Linked DNA regions of Astyanax mexicanus: region 1 is linked to region 2. A link is a contact called in public Hi-C data. All regions are on one chromosome and are shown on one strand. Each heading gives the region's core, a stretch centred on a gene start, on an enhancer-like site or on the middle of the called end of the contact. The rest is flanking DNA. Distances are from core to core; before and after follow the strand shown. Region 1 has its middle 130 kb from the start of paqr5b. Region 2 holds the start of tle3b (TLE family member 3, transcriptional corepressor b).

Evidence for each region. Hi-C and Micro-C count contacts between places; a contact is called where the count stands out from the background.
Region 1: a Hi-C map of muscle shows a contact between it and region 2, with 6 times the contacts expected there. The contact joins the enhancer-like site here to the promoter of tle3b in region 2. A contact is called at or near these places in 2 of 3 Hi-C or Micro-C datasets (both in muscle).

What each region holds. Positions count from the first base shown.
Region 1 is chr23:5,921,099-5,927,033 of AstMex3_surface, forward strand. No RefSeq gene overlaps it. Among protein-coding and RNA genes, the nearest start is that of paqr5b, 130 kb to the right of the region's middle. Within about 2 kb of position 3,338, the one cell type or tissue checked has an H3K27ac peak away from gene starts, as active enhancers do.
Region 2 is chr23:5,738,932-5,744,877 of AstMex3_surface, forward strand. tle3b (TLE family member 3, transcriptional corepressor b) reads left to right here and starts at 4,168. Exons shown (of 21, transcript XM_049470967.1): 1 at 4,168-4,812.

The sequences.
Region 1 (5,935 bases), core at 2,088-4,587, 180 kb after region 2:
TGAGAGCCAGTTCCATCATAACTGCTACTGCACTGTTATCATAATTTGGTGCAACTGCAGTAGGAAAGGGTAGAGCTGGGGTGCATTTTAATGACAAATAAAATCTAAAATTCCGGCAAAGTATATCCAGGTACAAAACTCATTAAAACCCACATGTTAATTTCAGCTGTAAACAGACCCTATATAACACATGTACCACCAATGTAAGCACATCCTGCATCATGCAGGATCTTCAGCAGGTATTTAGAAGCAGCAGGAGAGGTCTTTCAGATAGATGGGGTACGAGGTAAGGTGTTAGAGAGGTGCGGGACAGGATGGGATGGGGGATATGGGGGTGCTGAAATTTGGATTAGGGTGGAAAGCAGCTCCTTGCTGTCAGCAGGTCCTGTTATCACCTTCCTGTTTCTGTTCCCTCTCGTCTCTTAATGCTCTTCTCAGTCAGGCCTCCTACCGTTCGCTTTCCCCTGATCTGACAGAACAGTGCAGCCACAAGTTATATAACAATATAAAATATATACAGTACATATACTGTATATCACTACTGTCATGCACTGGTACATCAGTGTATTTTCAAAATGGAAATTTAGAGGAGAAAGAAAGAAAAATCTTGATTTTCAATTAGAAATGCAACAAATATATGGCAACCAAAAATATTAGACTAAAAATGTAAAAAAAAAAAAAAAAAAAGCACTTTCTATGTAATTTATGCAAAACAGTGACTATTTCGTGTTTTCGACCATATTGTGTTTTTTTCAGCTGGGATTTTTGCAATAATAAAAAAAAAAAATCAATAAATAATTTAAAATTGTACTTGCATCTATTTTATTTATTCACTATTTGCTTTGCGGCGTTCTAACTTTTTATTTTATTTTATTTTATTTTTTTCGTTTTGTCTGATTACAAACTTCATCAAAATTTGACTTTGGTGCATCCCTACTTTTAGTAAAACTCATTTTAATAGATTCATTTTAAATCTCAATTTTTTATTGGTCCATTTATCCTGAAATTTAACACAATGGCTGATGAAAGATGAAATAAGATAAGATAAGAAAAGTAGGTTATTGCACTAAAAATCTAAACATGGCAAAAATGTCAATGTCAAGTGTCAATGAACTGTACATATGAAGCATATGAATAGCATATAGATTTATATATTATCGTTAATGTATATTGCTGTTTGGTCTATATACTATAATTATACAGTACCAGAAGACTCCAAAGACAAGCATAGAAGAAAGCTTCTGGCCAGTATTTGCTTACATTGAAAGATAATTCCCACAAGATAACACCTCACAACTTAGGCATTCACGAACTGTCCTGTAATTTTCACCTTTTGAGCATAGTTAGCAAAAACATCTATTTTTCTATTTAGTTTTACTATACAGTACTATGCATGTGAATAATATAAATAAAATATGTGAACAGAGTATAAAATTGGACCCTTAAGCAGAAGATAAACACTGTCGTAATATATTATTCATATACAATATATTCAAAGCCCATTTTTCCCTTTAGTTTCCTTTCGTCTGATCTCTTTTTTCCTCGTGTCTGACAGCAGCTCTCGTCTCTGGGTGAAGCTCTGGAGAACATGTTCTTCTGTCTCTTGGGCAATAAGCACAGAATCACTGTATCATCCAGGGACGTGCCGTTCCGTCTCCCACGCTGGCACGGACACATTAGGAATCTTCTAACGATGCACACTGGACAGGTTTAGCGTCTGATAATCTACACATCTCCCCCTCACACGCGTGTGAAAATAAAGAGCTATTTTTGTACCGGCGGGGAGCGAGCGGGTGTTTAGCGAGACTGATGCCTCGGCAGAGTCATTAAATATGAGAAAAGATATGAGCTGTAGTTACAGGACTAAGAAAGTAACGTTAGCTTAGCTAAAGTAGCCTTAGCTATCATCGGTTTAATATCCAATAAACTGGCTGCACTTTTCTACGTAAATTTTCCTTACATGTGACATGTGTGGCACTGCAAAGCTACTGTAAACTCTTTTTATTATATATTAGCATTGCTGAAGTAAATTCATGATTAAAATGTAAAGAGGTTTATAAGCCATTGCTTTTTTTTATTTTCTTTGGTTTAGGATCCAGACACAACTTTTCAGATTTTCCTTTTAGTGAATCATTACCTTTTGTGTAAATTGTTGCTGTTCAATGAAAAAAAATCTTCAAAACATCAAATTTTCAGGAGAGGGATAAAACTTTTTAAACTTTAAATAGAAGTCAATTTAAAAAGAGTTTATTTCAGGTCTTTTTTTAAGAATTTCTGTTGTTCCATTAATTAGACAATTTTGTAACAGTATAAGGGACTTGTAAGGTTTGTGCATTCAAATTATCTAGTAAAAATAAAAAAATAACAAAAATTCCAATTTTTGTTTTTCATTGGACAGTGAGGAAATACTTTATTCCAATTCATTTTGAAGCAATTCTATTTGTTCTTTCATAATGGTTTCTCAATACAATGTAAAGAACAACTGTAAAATGTACATTTTGTCAAAAAGTAAAAAAATATAAAAGACATCAGTAATATAATATAATATAATGTTTACGGATACTGTAAGAACTACTTGGTTATGATCATTACATAGTTATTACAAAATCATATACTTTTATATCATCTCTGTTATGCAAAGACTTTGACATGAAGTATTTTTAACCTAAAAATTAAAAGAAAGCAAACACATTGAATGAGATTGAAAAACGTGTGTCCAAACTTTTGACTGGAACTATACGTATAAAGTAATAGAGAAAATATTATATAGTATATATGGATCCTGCAAGAACTGCTTGTCTGACAATTCTGTTGGTTATGATCATTACATAGTTATTACCAAATCATATACTTTTATATCAGCTCTGTTATGCAAAGACTTTAACATGAAGTATTTTTATCGTAAAAATACTTTTGACTGGAACTGTACGTATAAAGTAATAGAGAAACAGCATGCACTCGCATTAGGAATCTTCTAATGATGCACACTGGACAGGTTTAGCATCTGATAATCTACACATCTCCACCTCACACGCGTGTGAAAATAAAGAGCTATTTTTATGCCAGCGGGTAGCAGGCGGGTGTTTAGTGAGGCTAATGGCTCAGTCGGGTCATTAAACAGGGGCTGTGCTTACAGAGCTGTACTTAAACAGAGCATCTCCTGAGCGTCTGGGTCTGGCGAGTAAAGGAGACGGAGCTTTTGGAAGTGTAAGAATGTCGGGCTGTGATTTTGACACGTTTAAAAGTGTTTGGGACTTAAGCCCCACTGCCCTCCCCACCGCCGCCGCTGCCATCTAGCTGTGGTGTATTTTGAGATCACTTATCAGACCTGACACCCAATCCCCCCGGCTGGGTCGGGCCAGAGCGGGCGGGGCCCGGCGGGGAGGCGAGGGGGGCTGTGGGGACCGGGGTCAAGTGTCAGCCTGAATTAAAGCAATGTCAACACATTCATTCTGACAGACTTTTATTTCAGCAGCTTCATCACCCCACATAGAGCAGCACTGCAGCTTCAATCAGTCATATGAGACACACACACACACACACACACACACACTAATGTGTTTACTGCATAATGTATCCTGTCATATTGCACAGGGACAGAATTATAAGACGGCCCTGTGAGACCACACACACACACACACACACACACACTGTGCTGATGGAATAATGCATCCCATTGCAAAATTGCAGAAGGCCACTCAGGATTCAGACCCCATAGAAATAAATGTCCCACTAGCGCAGTACGCAATCACGTGAAAGGTCCTCATAAGGCACATAAACCAACAAACAAACACACATATAAATATATATATATATACACACAGATTAACACTAAGTAATCCGAATAAAATTATTTAGTAATCAGAATATGTTTTTTATATTTTATATTGTACAGCAAGTAAAAAAATGACCTCAGGGTTCCCGCGGGTCCTTAAAAAGCCTTAAAACGTCTTCAAATAAAATCTGCATGATTAAGGTCTTAAACTGTTTTAAATTTACTGTAATTTTGCTGTAGGTACTACATTTTCAGCGGTTGATGCGACCGGAAGGCACAGTGACACCCTGTAAACATCTAATCCAGGAGAGAACTAAGGTCAGCAGAGGGCTAGCTAACATTAGCGGCTAGCTAGTTAACGTTACCAGGGAGATAACTAAGTTTAACAGAAAGCTAGCTAACATTAGCAGCAAGCTAGCTAAGATACTAACGTTAGCGGCAAGTTAGTTAAGTTTAACAGAAAGCTAGCTAACATTAGCAGCGAGCTAGTTAACATACTAACGTTAGCGGCAAGTTAGTTAACGTTACCAGGGAGAGAACTAAGTATAACAGAAAGCTAGCTAACATTAGCGCCGAGCTAGATAAGATAGTAACGGCAACTAGCTGCAAGTTAGTTAAAATTACCAAGGAAAGAACTAAAAACTACAGTTTTGGGTCTTAAACTATATTTATTGAGGTCTTATATTACTGATTGCGTAACGTATCTTTTAAAATTGATGATTTTTTTAATTCATGTTATTAAAAAAAATAATATTCCAATTTAAATGTCTGAATATTCTAAATAATTAAGTAATAGATCAATTACTTGTTTAAAATGCAGATACATTGCTGTTATATTGTCATTATATCAATGGTATATCGTGACAGCCTTAGATGCATGGTTTAAAGTCCATAAAGATTTATTTGCAGAAAATGAGAAATGGCTGAAATAAAAAAAAAAAGATGTAGAGCTTTCAGACCTTGAATAATGCAAAGAAAACAAGTTCATATTCATAAAATTTTATATACATGTTCTCCTCCACCAGTCTTACACACTGCTTTTGGATAACTTTATGCCTTTACTCCTGGTGCAAAAATTCAAGCAGTTCAGCTTAGTTTGATGGCTGTATATACAGTACATACAACCAAACTTACTTTAACACTCTAATAAAACCACACACACACACACACACACACACACACATTCGGCACACACACACATGCTGCTGGGAACAGCAATACACTGGAAGTTGCGGTTTTGTTGTAATTAGTGAGCAGTGCCTTAGACAGGCAGGAGGGACTAAGGGCCTATTTCTCTTTCTCTCTTCTCTCTCTCTCTCTCTCTCTCTCTCTCTCACACACACACACACACACACACACACACACACTCTCGCTCGCTCAGCAGCTTGTTATTGTGCACCCGGCTTGCTGCAGTGCCCCCTGGGCTACAGCAGGAAGGTGACATCTATCACTTTAGTGCGTCTGTGAGCTATAAATACTTCTGTCAGCCATTGCTCTCCTCCACCCTGACACACACACACACACACTGTCTGACAGCGAGGAAGACAGGAAGCAGCTGAGCTAGGGGAGTGGGGGAGTGGTGAAAGAGAGGAGGAAAGAGAGAGAGGGATGGGAAGAGAGGGAGGGGGGAGGGAAGAAGGGGTGTCTCGTATTCGTGCTGTCACTTCCACAGAGATCTTAATTATCCCGCTAAGCTGCGAGGGAGGGAATATACGCACTGCTGGAGTGCACCCCTGCTTATGTACTGCACTGCTGAGGACACATATGGAAACACCATGCTCACACACACACACACACACACACACACAATCACATCCTAGTGTGTGATTTTGTATAGCAAATTGGCAAAATAATGAACACCTGGACATACCTCTTCTTATTCAGTGTTTTCTCCCTTTTTATGATCTTTTACAGTGTAAATTTAATATTGAAGAATATAGAATATTAAAGCTCTACAGGAACACGTGCTCAATTATTCTATAAACAAAAAGTGTTAAACAAACCAGATTATGATAGAATTATACTTTAGATTCTTCTAAATAAGTAGCACATTTACAGGGTTTGGACAATGAAACTGAAACACCTGGATTTAGACCACAATCATTTATTGTCCTGACGGACAGTTCTGGTGGAAACAGGAGAGTTGAGGTGGTTTTATGT
Region 2 (5,946 bases), core at 2,918-5,417:
GTTTCAACAGTGAATAAACGCTGTAATAAACAAGTCGCTGCCATGAAGAAAGGCCACAGTTTTCCCATTCATTACTTCAGCATAAATAGCTAGTTAGAACATCACATCCAGCAGCGATGATTTCCTCTAACGCTAGCCAGCTATATTTAGGAATACACATTTACAGCTAGCTGTGATCAGCAGTTTGCAAGCTAGAAGCGAGCGTAGCAGCTTAGCACAGCAATCTGATGGAACTAGGCCTTGATTTTGGACTTGTTTTGTGTGTTTCTAGTTTTCATAATCTTTCTAGTCATGTATTCTTCAGTTATTCTTCATTCTTTAGTGTCCTACTCTTTTTGCCATGTCTACAGAAAGCTACACAAAGAATGGTGCACTAACGGACGTGGATGTGTCTGTTCTTAATAGGGGTGGGCGATATGGCGCCAAAATAATATCACGATATTTCATTGGTTTTTTGTGATATGTAGCAAAATGAAAATTAAAATATGATATGGAACTTTTTTCATATGATATGGAGACCTTTTTTTTATCAGATTTGTAACAGAAGTCAATGATCCAGAATGTCATGATACTAATATTGCACTCCAAATATCTCCATATATCCAGGATTAAAGTACAATAAATGATACTGGACAGATATAATCTGCCTCTAGTATATATATATAATGGGAAATGAGAACAGTGTGAATTTTTCTTTTGCTAAAAACAGTAAAAAAAGTAGTACCCTGATGTGATAATTAGGGGTGGGTGATATGGTACCATATTTCAGGGTATAATATCGTTCTTGATATTTAAAAATGTTGGCGATATTATTGCGTACGATATGATATAACACACCTCTAGTTCTCAAGACAGACAATTTCAGCCAGATGCCACCAGTCCCAATCATTTTCCACCTAAACATTTTCTCGCTCTCCACTGTGGGTAGAAAGAAAATAACTTATATAATGTATTCCTGCTTCACAGGTGACACTGTGGAGGAATCAAAAAACGTTAAATACTCAAACAACTTCGGAAATGGATTGTCTCATCTGTCTAGCACCCACTATTAGGTCTCCCTCTGGCCAGTGTTTTTTCAACCTCATTCACAAGATAACACCTCACAACTTATACAGTGGTGGGTGTTTCCCATGAGATAACACTTCAAGTAACATAACCAAAGATGCATGAAATCTGATCTGACTGTTCATATTTGTGTTGCATGCCCACAAATCAGATACAAATCCAATCTAGGACCATTGCAAATGTTCAGATTGCAGACAAACGTGATTTGCTAATCAAATCATCATATGAAATACAAAAATTAGCAGCCTAGATTGACTACTTTAAATCAAAAACAATGAGGAAAGGGGCAACTTGGTGAAAATGCAAATTGTTAGGTGCAAAACTTCACCTTTAACTACGTCAGATATCACATTGAGCAAAATTCGTCAAATTAGTCAAAAATGTGTGGAAAACCAAAGAATCAAGCAATTTTTGGGGGGGGGGGGTTATTTTTCCCCCTTATACAAGATGTGTTTGTGTAAATTAATTTTATGGCAGAATGTCCTCTTTTTACTAGGTTAGATATTATATAGTATAAAAAAAAAAATTAGCATCCTCAATTGTCTATTTTAGTCCAAAACAATGTATCTGTGAAAATGGGGAAGCATGGACGAAGGTGAACATTAGTGAAAATGATTTTTTTTGGGTGCAAAACTAAAGAATTCGGGTATATTTTGCAAATTAACACAAGATGGGTTTGTGTAAATTCATTTTTTGGCTGAACGTCCCCATTAATATGTAATTCAAAAATCAGCAGTCCAAAATGCATGGAAAACTAAAGAATCAATCAGTACAAGGGGCTTATTATCACAGATGGGTTAACATTTAATTTTGGATAAACTAGGCCAGATATTACATAGTATCAAATAAAAAAAACAGTCTAAATTGCCTAATTTAGTACTTAGGTGGAAATTGGTGAAATTTTTAATTTTTGAGCGCAAAACTAAATAATTTAAGTATATTTTGCAGATTGCCACAAGATAGGTTTGTGCAAATTAGGCCAGACGTTCAAAAATTAAATAAAAAAAATGAGTGGTCTAAACTGGCCCATTTTTATGCAATAACAATGTGATTTAATAGGCAGTAAAAAAAGATAGCACCGTGAATTATTAAGCCTATCAAATTGCGTTGGCTTTCTGAGACGTTTTGCTCAGATAAGTTAAAACAAATAAAGACAGTTGGCTGAAAGGAGCCGATGTTTGAGCGGAATAAATGCTTTGTTTAGCGGTATTACAAATGCAGACGTAGAGAAAGAGAGGGAGAAAAAAATCAAACTGATATTTAGCCCCTACTAGCTTTTCCCTCTTTTGTTTTACGCAAGGCTCTTTTTACCACATGGTAGTGACAGATTGTTTGAGCTGGAAGGAAAAGCCATTCGAAGCTAATTAAGCAGCCATTCCAAGCACTATTCGCGGGCAGGAGGCTGAGAGGCGCAGGCATTTGTCAGCGCTCTGCCCCTCGTGGGCTTGATTGACAACGCGGCTCCGTGCCTGACAGGCTCTGCCCTAGTGGACCAATCAGGCGCCGGTATGGAAATGAGGCGCGCCGCGATTGGCTGGAGCGAAATGACGCCGGATTCGAGCCCCACGTGGGGCCGGAGCTCAGCAGCTCCTCGTGATTGGTCGGCTGTTGTCGTTTTTCTCGGGCGCAGACATCATGTTGGGCTCCGGTTGTCGTTGAGCTGACAGCATGAATCAAGTAATGGGGGTTGATTTCACAGATTTTTCCCCCCCTTTTCCTGTTCATTTAGGCTGTACGGCGCGAACAGCCGCAGAGCTGTTTAGTGTATGGATCTGTTTACCTTGATATGTGTGAAATAAACCGATTTGTTGCACACTTTGTCTGTTTTATTATTCTGTGTTTTATATATATATACATACATATATCTGTATTACACTTTGTTTTTTATGCTACTGTAATGCGCCTCTGGCTGTATTTGTGCCTATTAAGCTATATTTATGTAGTTTTCCATTTTTATTACTTTTGTAGTGCTGTAATGTGTGATATGCATCCGTTCCTTTGGGGTTAATCAGGCATCTTTCTTGGATCTTGGATGTATATATTTTAGATAACACCCAACCTTTTTAGCTCGTATTAAGATGCAGAATGTTTGCGTGTTTTACACTTTATTGTGATCCCCTATTTATCTATCCATGCATTCATCATTTTAGGACTATTAATCCTCATGTACACACAAAACATACTCACTTTTAATCTTTTAAACACTCATGAAGCTAAAATCAGCATAATAAGATCTAATAATAAGATCCTAACTCTAGTAAATCCAATTCACTTGATCCATCTAATCCATTTAGAAGAGCTCGATTAGAACCAAGGATCATATTATTAAACGGACCTACCTACCGCAATGTATAGGCCAAAACACATCCCTCACCCCATTTTTTATCACGTTTGTATTGTTTTATTATTTTATTGCATTATTAGTATCATACATGCTTATGTATGTACACACCCAGAACACTAAATCTGAACCTTTTAAAAACTCTCATGAAGCTGATAATGTTATTTCATTTGACTTTTTTTTAAGTCCCATTACAGCATTTTTTTATTATTCTTATTTATATCTTATAAGGTCTTATAGTTAATTGTATCATATCATTCCACCTTAAATCACACAGAAACAGATGTTTGAATTCTGAACTGCTGCTACACCACTTAAGGTGGACCACGAACAATCCACTACCATTTCACCTGATCCATCTAATCCATTCAAAAAGAGCTCGATTAGCACCGGGAATCGCATTAAACCAACCTGGCCAACACGTTTTGAACCCCTAACCCGGCAAAAAAATGTGAATTTCTCAATCCGAATTAATGTCTTAAGACACGCCGCGCGCTCCCGAGCTTTGGTTAGTTAGACTTTGGTGGTTAGACTTCGAACAATCGTCGCTCATGTAAAGCTGTTTGTCTGGCAAGAAAAAAAAAACATGTTCGGATCCAATATGGCGAGCATGAGGTCAGACGCGCGCGGGCCAATCGGAGGGCGAGCCCCACGTGGGCGCACCGTCTTGTGATTGGCTGATGCAGATAAACTCCTTCTTGGAATCTGATTGGCTGTCTGGGGTCGCTCTCTCGCGGCAGTTGTATCCTCGTGTCAGTGGGCAGTCTGTGTGTGGTATAGGACGAGCGGTGGAGGAACTGGGCGAACGCTGTTGCGGGAGATTGATACTTTTTTGAGCTTTGTGTTGATTTTTTTGACCGCATTTCGGATTTGGAGCGTCGGCTCTCACTTTTGCGCGACGGCGGGAGGGGGCTGGACGAAAATTTCCGTATTAATTGTGATTAATACGAAGAAAAACGACCACTTTTGAGGCGGAGAGGCGAGGTTTCTTGCTGCTTTTGTGCTTGGGGGTCTTCGAGAGAAAAAGGAGCAATAAGTGGAGAAAAATCCAGCCTAAAAAAAAAAGAAAACAAAAATCGTGGGGGACTGGGCTTATGTGTTTTTTTATATATTCTTTTCTCTTTTGTTTTGCTTTGCTCTGAACTGAGAGTGAGCTACTGATCGTAAGGACCTAAGGACGAACGGGCGAACGAACGAACGGACGGACGGACAAACGAGTTGGACGGACGACGTTGACGATACAAAGTCCTTTTGCTTTTCAATCCTTTCAGTATCCGCTCTGCTGGAACTATTTATATATTTATCTCTCTATCTGGGAATTCTCCGGGATTTTTGCTTCTACATTCTAAGTGGATTTTTTTTTACATTTTTTATTTTTTCCTTTTCTTGTCGAGGAAGGACAAAAGGTAGCTTGTGCTATTGATTATTGGAACGATCTGCTCGTTATCTTGCGTTATCTGTTACACGGCAAGGCTGCTGATTTAACGTTGGTTAGCTTTTTGTAGGTTGTAATATGTGCTGTAGTCCTGTAGTCCTCTGTTTTACCGTGCGTGGTTGTGGTGGTGTTTTTCACCGCCTTTTGCTTTGCTTGACCTACTACTGTCTTGTAAACTAGGTCTTGTTACCTTGCGTTACTGCTCTCAAAGCATTTAGCGGCTATTGTTCTGCATTGTTCTCCCAATTATACTATTATTTTATAATGCCTAATTTGTTGGTGTTAAACATTTTATATATTAGTGTTTTTTTATGCATTTAGATTAACTTGTGTGCGCATTTGTCTGTGTTTTAAAATGCTATTGTATGTTATTGGCTGTAGACCGTATAAATAAGCACACGGATCTACATCGTGGGAATCTATCTTTTCGGGATTAACGCAAACACGAGTCGCCCTGAGCAGGAAATCTTGTTATTGTGAGAAGGCGAAGAAGGGAAGCCCATCAAAGCTCGTGCTGGTGCTGCTTTGATGCTGTTATTGTTGTCTTTTCAGATTGGGTTTCTCTCGCTTTCACTTCTTTTACACGTTTATATAGCTAAATATTTAGAGAGCTTGAAATGTGGTTTGAAATGTGATTAATAATGTCTGTTGTTGTTATTTCAACGTTGAAACAACGTTGAATCAACATTTAATGTTAAATAGTTGTGCAAAGGTTGAAATGTTAACGTTGAATCAACATAATGTCCACAACCTTCTGCCTTTTGAATCAGCATTTTACATTTAATCGCCATATAATTTCTCAAAACGATTGAATAGAGAAATGAAAAAGTGATTTTACTTCTATTTGCAGTAACTGCTTCTTAATTTAACACCAATTCTTCACTGTAGTGGTCGGTAACTTTCTTTTTACTCAGATTTACTACAGTGATGTAAGTTTATTGTTGCAATCTGTTAACCATAGGCTTTTCTCGTTTCAGTGAGCTATGGTTTATTAAAGGTTGAACGTATGACGTTGAAACAACGTTGCCATATCAATGTTGATTTACTTTTCAAAAATCAACGTTTTAACGTTTTCAATGTTGAAATGCCAGCTGGGTAGGTAATA